2 separate regions of the Sus scrofa genome follow, and region 2 is linked to region 1. Evidence: chromatin contacts called from public Hi-C data. All regions are on one chromosome and are shown on one strand. Each heading gives the region's core, a stretch centred on a gene start, on an enhancer-like site or on the middle of the called end of the contact. The rest is flanking DNA. Distances are from core to core; before and after follow the strand shown.

Region 1 (5,381 bases), core at 2,044-4,543:
AAGTGTCGGCCTCATTTTTGTAGCCCACCACCCCAACCCCCAACCCAGCCTGTGCAGGGCTTTCAGTACCCACCCAGCTGAGGAGAGTTGAATTGCTGAGCAGCAGTTAGTGAGGAGTGACTTTAGGTGGGGGTTTAGCCTCTGGAGCACCCAGCTGGCAGAGGCCTGCTCCAGGGTCCCTGGCTTCCCGTTTGGTGTTTCTCACCTGGGGTCTTGCCCCCGGCCCCAAGCCCCAGGAAAACAAAGCTATAGTGACTCTAGATTTTCTACACTGGTGACTTCTATGAGTTCCTGGACTAGTGGGGTTGTATTTTTCCAGGGGTGCGAGTAGGGAGGGAATGGAGAGGGTGACTAGAAGGGAAACTGTCCTTGTCTTTAAGCGCCGGTGCTCCTCTGGGCACTGTGCTAAGTGTAACAGCTGAGTATAGTTTACATGCCGTCACATTCACCCATTGTAAGTACACACTTCAATGTTTTGAGTCAGGATCTAGTGATCTAGCGATCCTAATTAAAAGGGTACCCATTAAGTTTGAATTTCAGATAAACAACAAACACCTTTTTTATGGCCTCGCCTGTGGCATGCAGAAGTTCCTAAGCCAAGGCTCAAACCCACCCCACAGCAGTGACCCAAGTCACAGCATTGACAACCTCGGATCTTTAACCGCTAGGCCACCAGGGAACTCCAACAACACCTTTTTTTTTTTTTTTTTGCTTTTTGGGGCCATACCTGCGGCATATGGAGGTTCCCAGGCTAGGGGTTGAATCGGAGCTGTAGCCTCTGGCCTACACCACATCCACAGCAACGCAGCATCCCAGCTGCGTCTGTGACCTACAGGCAACCTCATGGTTCCTAGTCAGATTTGTTTCTGCTGTGTCACAAGGGGAAATCCTCCAACACTTTCTTTTAGTATAAGTATGTCCCCATGCGATATTTGGAATATACTTACACTAAAAAGATTATTTGTGGCTTATTTGAAATTCAGATTTAACTGAACATCCTTTATTTGCTAAATGTCAGAACTCTATATTTCATAAATGGATAGCGTTGTGCAACCATCACCACAGTCTGGTTTTAAAATATTTCCATCACCTGCAAAGTTCCCTTTTGCCCATTGACCATCAATCTCTAATCCCTCCCAAATCCCAGGCAACTACTGGTCCGGATTCTGTCTTTATAGATTTGAGAAAGGCTGGGGAGGGATTGGGAGGGGTTGGTTTTTGTGGCCTTTTTTTTTTTTTTTTTTTTTTTTTTTTTTCTGCTTCAGAAATCTTTATTGCTTCCATTTGCTCCAAGGCTTGCAGAGGATTCCAGGGTGGCTCTAGAGACCTCAGCTGTTTCACAACTTCAGTTATTACACAACACTTAAATATTTGCATGAAGTTTGGTTTCATTTTTTTTTTTTTTTCTTTTCTAGTAAAATCAGAGAGAAGACTGGCTGCCCTACATGGGGTTTGGTTTGTCTTTTGCCACTCACCTCGCTGTACAGTGTGGTAAGTTCTATGTTACCCAGAAAGCAGGCCTTCGGGGTGCGGTTATATGAATGATTTGACTCTCTCGGTGTTTATAGACCACTTGGGTAACCTGGCTGGGGTGAAGGCTGAGAGCCCGCTGGCTTGGCAGTGAAGTGGGGGAGGCTTTCCAGGCTCAGTCAGGGCAGGACAGGACGGGAGGGGTTCTCAGGCAATCAGAGGGGGCTGTTCAAGGGCACTGCAGGCTACGCTGGCCAAATGCTAGTCCTTGGCTACCTGGGCCCAGGCTTGGAGTGACTTAGTAATGAAAAGAAATATTATGGCAAGGTGCCAAACCCCGTGCCGGTGCATACACAGTAACTGCAAACAGCCTTCTAGGAGTTCAGAGTTCATTTGACATGCATTGCTGGACACCCCCTGAGGGCTAGTCTCCATCTGAGGGTCTGCATGAAAGACGGCCCCTGCTTTAAGACCGCTAATCCTAGAGTTCCCGTTGAGGCTCAGTTGGGTTGGGAACCTGACATAGTGTCCACACGAGTACATAGGTTAGATCCCTGGCCTCACTCAGTGGGTTAAGGATCCAACGTTGCTGCAAGCTGTGGCATAGATCATAGATATGGCTCGGATCTGGCATTGCTGTGGCTGTGGTGTAGCCCGGCAGCTGCAGCTCTGATTCTATCCCTGGCCTGGGAACTTTCTTATGCTGCAGGTGTAGCCTTGAAAAAGAAAAAGGAAAAAAAAAAGACAGTTAATCTTTTAGCAGCCAGTGTTTACTGAGCACTAGCTGTGTGCCAGCCTTTTCTAAGTGCTTTGTGTGCATTAACTTCTAATCCTCACAAACGCTGAAGGGCAGATACTATCATTCTCTCCATCCTGCCTCTGAAGAGGTGAGACTCTGAGAGGTTAAGACCCCCAAGATCACACAGCTAATCTGGGCCTGGAAGAGTCTTTTCGTATTACTTCTCTGTGCTGCCTCACATAATGATGTGGTAAATTCTCTGGGCGCCCAGAAGGCAAGATGTTTGCTTTCCAGGCATCTCCTGGAGGAGTTAGCTGATCAAAGAATCAAGGAACAGCCTTCCAGGCAGAGGGCATGGCATATGCAAAGGTACAGGCAAGGGAACGCGGCACTCCACCCTCCTGAGCAAGAGTGACCACCTAGGCTTGGCACAAATATTTCAAAGCATTAAAAAAAAAAAAAAAAAAAACTGGAATTTTTCTTGGGAAAAATAGTCTCCTTTTAGTAAGGGAAAGAGTCTCAGATGAGAACCCCAAAGACCCTTAGGAGCAACTCGCAGCAGCTGTCTTAACTTGATGAGTTGCCTCCGGCCGACCTCTCCCTCACGGGTCCTGTTATTTCATTGTAAAAAGGCTAATAATTAATTCCTGTGTGTCTTTGTGGCTCACATAACAGAGCACAGAATGCCATGGGGCTTCTTGTAGGATAATGAAGTGGAGTGATGTGGGCAGCACGTGGCCACCCAGGTGTCACGGAGTGCTGGGTGCCCTGGGTCACCCCGGCACCCGTGCCCAAAGTACACCTCTAGGAGGAGCCCACCCCCTTGGCCCGGGCTCTGGGCAGCAGAGGGTCTCCAGTGCTCACTTCCACCTAGCACTGACCTTCTTCCTCTACCTGTGGTTCTGGAGGCTCAGCCTGGAGAGGCGCCAGGCATCTCCCCAGACTCTGGAGCTGGGGCTGTGTTCGCAGGGCACTGGAGGAAAGGAAAAATCCTCTCCCTGACTCTCCCTCTCTGGCTTCCCAGTGATTTATCACTATGGAGACGGAGGTCTTTTCCTCTTTGCTGCCGGCTGGCTGGGGGCGCACATTGTTGGTGCCCTTGCCGTACAGATCACAAGTTCCTTCCTCTTTCCTGTTGCAGAAATGCCACAGTCCCCACCGTTGTCCAAGAACTGCAGCTCACACCTGAAGGCTCAGTCTTGGGAAAAACAATCTCATTTGATTCCCCAGGGGCTGTGGGGGCCTGAGAACAATGCCGGTGTGAGAACAATGCAGCCTCCGGGGCTGACCTGGGGCCCTGCTTTTCCCCTTCCCTCAGTCTTCCTAGTCGCATTTTAAACATGGATTTCCAGGCACCCACAGGTAGTCTGCATTGTGTTAGGCGGCAGAAAACATAAATTCAAAAGTTCCTCTGTGTGGGCCGAGCCTTCTTTGAGGGCGGGGCAGGTGTGATTACAGGCAAGGCAGAGCCCCCTTCCACTGCCTGTACCTCCTCACTCGTGGAGGCCCCGAGAGAGATCTGTTCTCACAGGGAAAGGCTTGCACATGGAGGGCAGATGTGGATTCAGGGGAAGGGAGATGCGGATGCAGGCGAGATGGGTTTGCAGAGGAGACCGCACACCTGTGTCATCCTCGGTACTTCCATGTTCACATGAGTTTCAGGTGTTGTCAGCTGGAGGCCTGGTGAGAACTGGTTCTGCTGGGATCAGTCCAGCACGTAGGCTACTCCTTACAGGTCAGTGTCTGGGATGGAGCACACTGGGCCCGACATGACACTTACTGGGCCAGGTCCTGGGTACAAGGACACAGGGCAAATGGTGAATGGGGATCCCAGAGACAGTGAAAGAAGCTCCCTGGCCAGAAAGTCCTGAGGCAACACCAGGTCCACTTTGGCTGCATGGGCAGGTCATGACCCACCTCAGGGACCTTCTCTGTACATTGACCTAGCCTCATCCTGTTAGGGAAGATGGAGCTAAAGACACGTCATATTTATCCATTTCACTCTTCAAGAGGTCCATCAAGAATAATTGGCCAGGAGTTCCCTTCGTGGCTCAGCAGTTAACGAACCCGACTAGGATCCACGAGGATGCAAGTTCAATCCCTGGCCTTGCTCAGTGGGTTAAGGATCCAGTTTTGCCATGAGCTGTGGTGTAGGTCACAGATGCAGCTATAATATCGCGTTGCTGTGGCTGTGGCATAAGACTGATGGCTACAGCTCCAATTCGACCCCTAGCCTGGGAACCCTCCATATGCTGTGGGTGCAGCCCTAAAATAGCAAAAATAAATAAATAAACAAACAAAAAGAATAATTGTCCAGATGAACAGGTCTCAAAATTATCCAGGAGGGCAACACTTGGTGTAGGACGGGCTGGCGCGTTCCAGTGTTCAATAATCCCCTTTACCTCCCTGAGCATCCAACTTTTTCCTAGTTCTCAAAATACTCCCGTTCTCTTTCCATCTGGAATGTTCTTTTATTTGGAAGAGGATTTCCAAGTTTCTTCCAGATTCTAAGCAGCAGTGTGAAAATTCAGGTTTTATTTTTGTCATCGGAGCTGCTTGCACCCCTGGACCCCACAGGGCCCTGCCCTTCAGGGAAAGGCAGATGGCAACAGACATAATCTTGCCAAATACCTTCGGAGCAGCTCAGCTCACCTCTTCCTCTTGGTATGAAAGAATGAGCCTCTTTGAGGTGGACACTGTCTTTCTCTCTGATTCTCTCTGCGCACCCATGGGACCATCAGAAATGGAGGACTTCCGTGCAGTGCTCAGCTTCCTCCTGACCACCTAAGGGTCTCGCTCCCTGTAAGACCTCAAAAGAATTGGAGGGGCTGCCTGATGCAGAAATCCCCCAGCAACACCTGTATCAGGAGTGTCCGACCAGCACTGGAATCCTGCAGGGACAGAGAACCGGTCTGTTTTTTTAATAGTGATTTTTATTGAGATCATAGATTCACCTGCATTTGTAATGAATAATAGATTCCTTGCACACTTTACCCAGGTTTCTGCATGGTAACATTTCAATGTTGCAGCGTAGTGTCACATGGTCACTAATACAACACACCCACAGCATCTAATCTCCCCGGTTTTACTGGTACTCATTTGTGTCTCTGTGTATGTAAAGTTCTAAACAGCTTTAGCACCTGGGTGGTTCATGTGTCCATCACCACAGTAA
Region 2 (5,912 bases), core at 3,048-5,547, 81 kb after region 1:
AAAAAAAAGAAAGGAACAACCCGGAAGAGTTAGATAAGAGGCAGGCGGTCCTTCAGCAGCCCCTGTGGCACAGCCAGTCACCAAGGTGCCGTTTGTACTTAGTTCCCTGTGGGGTCCTTGGGCCCCTGCCACCCTGCACAACCCTAGGAGGTCCAGCCTGAGACCTGAGGAAGCTTGTGGTGGGGGAGTGGCGGACGTGGAGCAGCCGGCAAAGGAGGGTCCCCCAAACTGGGAAGAATGAGCTGCTCCCACCAAGGAGGCTGGGCCCTCAGGGACATGTCTGACAGCACAGGTCATCCAGGGAGACTGGCTACGAGGCCCGGGGCTTGCAGCCTCGGCAGAGACCCCCTCGCATCTCATGTGACAGGGAGCCTGGGGAGCTACCTATCTGCTAGGGACCTTGGGCGCCTGAGTTATGGGGAGCTCAAGCAGAGACCACGACCAGAATCCCTTTCCTTCCGCTGTTTTCCAGGAACCACAGGATCCTTCCAGCTTCTTCAGCAGCAATAGGGAGAGAAGGGATTTGCCCGTGGAGGCCACCATTAAACTTCTCAACAGCTGGCAGAATGGGAGCCCAGGAACAGATTCTATTTCCTTGAATGATAATAAAGAAACGTGAGGTGTGTTGCACAACCAGGTTGAGGTTGATAAGTCAGGCCTTCAACGCAGAGCTTTGAACTGACTGGTGTGCAAGACCAGAGAGATTCGCCAGCCACTCAGGGGCCTCATCTCATCGGATATCTTTGCTAGAAGTACTTTTTCAGTACCTGTTAAGGTGTTGATCCTATGCTAGGTTCAGAAGATGCATCAGAGAACCAGGCAGATGTGGTCTCTGGGGCTTGGGATGCTTTGCTCACATTTTTCAGTCATGCTTGTTTGGGAGAAAAGTTGCTAGAATGTCAGATGTTCACAGGAGTTCTCCCTTTCCAGTGTTAAAGGGCTACTTGGGAAGGGGCTCCCCAGATCTGGAGAGCTTGGGAATCCTTGCAAAAAGTCTTCAGATGCATGGGGATGTATTTTTGGTCAACTTACACATGCAGAGAAGACGATTAAGTTAATGTGTGAGTCTTTACAATTTTTTTTTTTTTTTTTTTTGCTTTTCAGGGCCTCACTTGCAGCATATGAAAGTTCTCGGGCTAGAGGTTGAATTGGAACTGCAACTGCTGACCTGCACCACAGCAATAGCAATGCCAGATCTGAGCCATATCTGTGACCTACACTGCAGCTCATGGCAATGCTGGATCCTTAACCACTGATCAAGGCAAAGGACCGAACCCACATCCTCATAGATACTAGTCGGGTTCTTAACCCACTGAACCATGACACGAACTCTTGCAATTTGTTTTGTTGAAGAAGAATCCTTCCTTATCCTTGAACAGGTTGGGACTCACTGGTCTGCTGTCGGGTCCCAGGTACTGTCTTGAGTTGATGTGACTGTCCAGCCCCTGGTGCATGAGCAAACATAAGTAGACATATGCGTGAACACACACGCATGCCTGTGCTCGCCCACACACGCATGCACACCCACAAACACGTGCAACGCACAGCAGAGGACAAAAATGCCCCGGCCCTGCCCTTGAACAGATCTGTGCCAAGACCAACACAGGTGCTTCTCTCTGTTTTGTGGGAGGTGTTGGCATATGGGGATGTGATGTTTAAATCAAAAAGTGAACATCAAGGCAGCATGATTCCAAACGGCCCAACACGTCACCTTTGCTTATCAGCATTTATTCAACAAACAATGAGCCGTGGGTTTGTGCAGCACTCTGCATGTTCCATGGCTTGTGGAAGATGCCTCTCTAGGCAGCCACCTTGAAGAAACAGGAGCCCACCAATGACCAGCACAGACCAAAAGCTGGTTAGAGGCCTCCCAGTCCTCAAGGATGGCAGCCCTCCCCACCACACTCTGCACACAGCTGGCCCATTGGCAAACCCAATCTGGTCTCTTCTTCCAAGATGGAAACAGCTGATGCAGGTAGTTGAAGCAGTGGAATCCAGGCCATCCCAGCAAAAGCCCAGGGTTTGATTGGAATAGAATCCAGCACCAGGCGGCCAACATTGACCTACTGCCAGCTCAAGCCCTGGGCCCTCTCACAGCCAAGGGCTGTCGGTGTGGCAGAACCAATGCTGGGTGGAGAAAGAACATTCCATGTGTGATACGTCTGTGATGGGCAGAAGAGGACTCAGTGGGGCTCCCTTGAAGACATGGCCACAGTTAACTAGACTGAAAAAAATGCCTTGATAAATATCTTAAAATATTTGAAAATCATATATCTGATAAGGGATTCATATCTAGACTATATAGAGAACTCCTAAAATCACCCAATACTAAAATTGGCAAAGAACATGAATAGATACTTCCAAAAAAGATATGCAAATGACCAAAAAGCACATGAAATAATACCCAACAAATTCTGTGTTGTATTTCATCAATAAAAATGAAAAAAGTAGTTTTTTTGGCTGCACCTGCAGCATATAAAAATTCCCAGTCCAGGAGTCAAAACCACACCACAGCAGTGATCTGAGCCACTGCAGCGACTATGCTAGATCCTTAACCCACCAAACCACAAGGGAACTCCTAAGCAATTTTAATTGCATCGGGCAGAATAAAATGCCTTGGGAAATCCTTACATATTTTTTTAAAGAGGTGTATAAGAAAAATGTATCATCATTTATTAAAATAAATTGGCTAGTAGTCACAGGATATTCAGAGACTTTGTAAAAGAACCGTTTTTTTAAAAAAGCATCTGCAGAAAATACAGCAATAATCCCTGCTTAATCATGAAGGATAATTCCCAGTGGCCAGAAGAGGTGACTTTGCTGGATGTGCCGTCTCTCTCTTTCGGATACAGAATACACCCTAGCAAATACTTTAGGCAATTTGAAGAACTAGACGAGGAGTTCCTGTGGTGGCACAGCAGAAACGAATCCGACTAGGAACCATGAGGTTGCAGGTTCTATCCCTGGCCTTGCTCAGCAGGTTAAACATTTGGTCTTGCCCCAAGCTGTGGTGTAGTTTGCAGACAAGGCTCGGATTCCATGTTGCTGTGGCTGTGGTATAGACCAGCAGCTGTAGCTCGGATTCAACCCCTAGCCTGGGAAACTTCATGTGCCATGGGTGTGGCCCTCAAAAGCAAAAAAAGAAAAAAGAAAAAAAGAAACAGACATGACTTCCCCTCCTGTTCTTTCTGCCCTCGGTCTAGCTGAGCTTGGGGGGTGGGGCAGGGGGCTGTCTAGGGATAAAGGAACGAGAATTACATTTAATTTTCATTTCATATTGGAGTGTAGTTGATTTCTAATGTTTTGTTAGAGAATTACACTTACAGCTAGAAACTCGATAAATATGGAACATATGAAAATGCAACCCACGAATTGCCTGTGACTCAGTGTTTGTCTAAGATCTGAGATAGCAGATATTTGTAAACAACGTTCCTTGACAGGTTTATCTACGTTGTCTTCTAGATTTTTCTAAGCTCTCATCCGTATTTTCAGGTAGAGCATCAGACAAGAATTCCCTTGAACCATAGTGCGCTCAGGTGATTTCATGTTATGTTTAGTCTGCCCAGATGAAAGGATCGCATTCTTCAACAATGACTTTGGGTTTTTTGTAAACATTAGCCAGTTGGGGGCTCAATGGATGTCACCCAGAGTTCCGTGTTTGTACTCAACTCCTCCTGGAAGTGCGTCCCTGCCCGGTGCTCAGGCTTTCTTAGGACAGACAACGAACATTCTGCAGCCCCACGTGCTTCCCGTTTAACTCGGCTGCCAAAGCGTTCCGAGCCAAATTCTATTCCCCATTAGGGTAATTAACTACTGTCAAGGGCCTGTTAATGTCAGCTCCCTCTTCCTCTAGATGGTATCGCTTGCATTTTAATTCCTAGCTGCTCCGTGTTATATCACATTTCATCTTGTCAGCTGCTTCAGATCCTTTTGGGGAATGGCCTAACACAAATTATAAAAATCAAAATGATAGCTTAAAATTTAACAGATAGAAACAAGTCCTGCTTTTAAGTTATATTCATTTAGACGAAGCAAGATATTCTACCTATAGTCCGGGGGGCCTTGGCCATTTCTGTATCATTTCTTCGCCCACCATATAAAGGGATTGGATTCCATCACCTTGAAGTTCCACCGAGGTGCACAAATTGTGAGTGTGTGTGTGAACCTACTATGTGCCAGATACTGTTCTAGGTGCTTGGGGCACATTGGAGAAGAAGAGAGACAAAGATCCCTCCACGCATGGAATTTGGATTTGAGCAGGGAGAGACAGAAATAAGGGATTCATATAACAAGCCTATCTATGGTGTGTGCAGGGTGGCGAGGACTATGGAAAGAGTCAGTGGGGTTGAGAGGAAAGGACTGGAAGCAGGGCGGGGAGGGGCCATATTCAACAGGGTGGTCGGGCGAGTCTCGGTCAGAAGTGAGATTTGGGGAAAGGCATGAAGTTAGCCAAGCAGGACATCTGGGGAAGAGATTCCAGACAGAGAGATGAGCTAGAGCAACGGCCCTGTGCTGCAGAAGCAAGGACGCCACAGGGCTTTGGGAGAGGGAAGGAGGGAGCAGGAGGTGAGAACAGCTGCATTGCAGATTCTGGTAGAAAAAGAAAAGTTGTCTAATTGTAAATAGATAGGTTCTTTCCTATGCTTGTTCTAAGCCCTGCTCCTTCCTGTTCCCCCAAACCAGCCGCATCCCAACCACCCACCACCCTGCAGCTTGTTAGAGATGCAGAATCTTAGGACCTCCTTCAGTTCCACTGAATCAGAATCCTCATGAACAATATCCCCTAGTAATTATTATTATTATTATTATTTTGTCTTTTTGTCCTTTTTAGGGCCACACCCGCAGCGTATGGACCTTCCCAGGCTAGGAGTCTAATCAGAGCTGTAGCCACCAGCCTACACCAGAGCCGCAGCAACACCAGATCCTTAACCCACTGAGGGAGACCAGGGATTGAACCCACAACCTCATGGTTCCTAGTCGGATTTGTTTCCGATGTGCCACAACGGGAACTCCTCCCCTGGTAATTATGACTTATATATGGGGAGTTCCCATCGTGGCTCAGCGGAAACGAATCTGACCAGTATCCATGAGGATGCAGGTTCGATCCCTGGCCTCACACATTGGGTTAAGGATCCAACATTGCTGTGGCTGTGTTGTAGGCTGGCAGCTATAGCTCGAATTCGACCCCTAGCCTAGGAACCTCCATATGCCACAGGTGTGGCTCTAAAAGAAAAAAAATCATGTATGGGAAGACACACCTGAAAGGACACCACTTTTATAAACATATAGAGATTTTATTTTATTTTACTTGTTATTGAAATATAGTTGATTTACAATGTGGTGTTAATTTCAGGTGGACAGCCAAGTGATTCGGATACATATTAGATTCTTTTTTAGATTCTTTCCATTAAGAATGTCAGAAGAATGTAAGAATCTAGGTTATTACAAGGTAAGCATAGTTCCCTGTGACTTACAGTAGACACTTGTTGGTTATCTATTTTTATATAGTAGATTTATCCCTCCTCCCAATATACAGGTATTTTAAATAGCATGTGCTTTACAATAAGACTCCTATTGTTGAAACAATCCTTAAATTGCCCTTTTACAAGGGCTGTTGAAGGACAAGGACTGTCTAGAGTGCCATCTAGTGGTGATATGGAAAATTACATCTCTAGGACAAGGATCCAGCGGAGAATTCAGGTATCATATGGAAAGTAATTGTAGTTTTGAAGTTCCCTAGTGACTCAGCAGGTTAAGGAGATGGCATTGTCACTGCTGTGGCTCGGTCACTACTGTGGCACGGGTTCAGTCTCTGGCGTGGGAATTTCTGCATGCCGTGGGTGCAGCAAAAAAAGAAGGAGCTATTAATGGACAACATTGGGCCAGTTGGAGACATTTGCATGTAGAATGTC

Evidence for each region. A called contact is a pair of places that touch in the nucleus more often than the background predicts.
Region 2: a Hi-C map of retroperitoneal adipose tissue shows a contact between it and region 1, with 1.9 times the contacts expected there. The contact joins two enhancer-like sites. A contact is called at or near these places in 2 of 5 promoter capture datasets (fetal liver and liver), 36 of 47 Hi-C or Micro-C datasets (adipose tissue, alveolar macrophages, blood and 17 more) and 2 of 2 datasets of contacts at active chromatin or transcription factors (alveolar macrophages and skeletal muscle).

What each region holds. Positions count from the first base shown.
Region 1 is chr12:14,647,653-14,653,033 of Sscrofa11.1, forward strand. No RefSeq gene overlaps it. Among named protein-coding and RNA genes, the nearest start is that of MILR1, 12 kb to the left of the region's middle. Within about 2 kb of position 3,294, at least 32 of the 83 cell types and tissues checked have an H3K27ac peak or open chromatin away from gene starts, as enhancers often do. A contact at or near this core is called in retroperitoneal adipose tissue, where this site is marked.
Region 2 is chr12:14,727,729-14,733,640 of Sscrofa11.1, forward strand. All of the region lies in intron 1 of LOC106505408 (a long non-coding RNA gene), which reads left to right. Among named protein-coding and RNA genes, the nearest start is that of TEX2, 34 kb to the right of the region's middle. Within about 2 kb of position 4,298, at least 1 of the 83 cell types and tissues checked has an H3K27ac peak or open chromatin away from gene starts, as enhancers often do. A contact at or near this core is called in retroperitoneal adipose tissue, where this site is marked.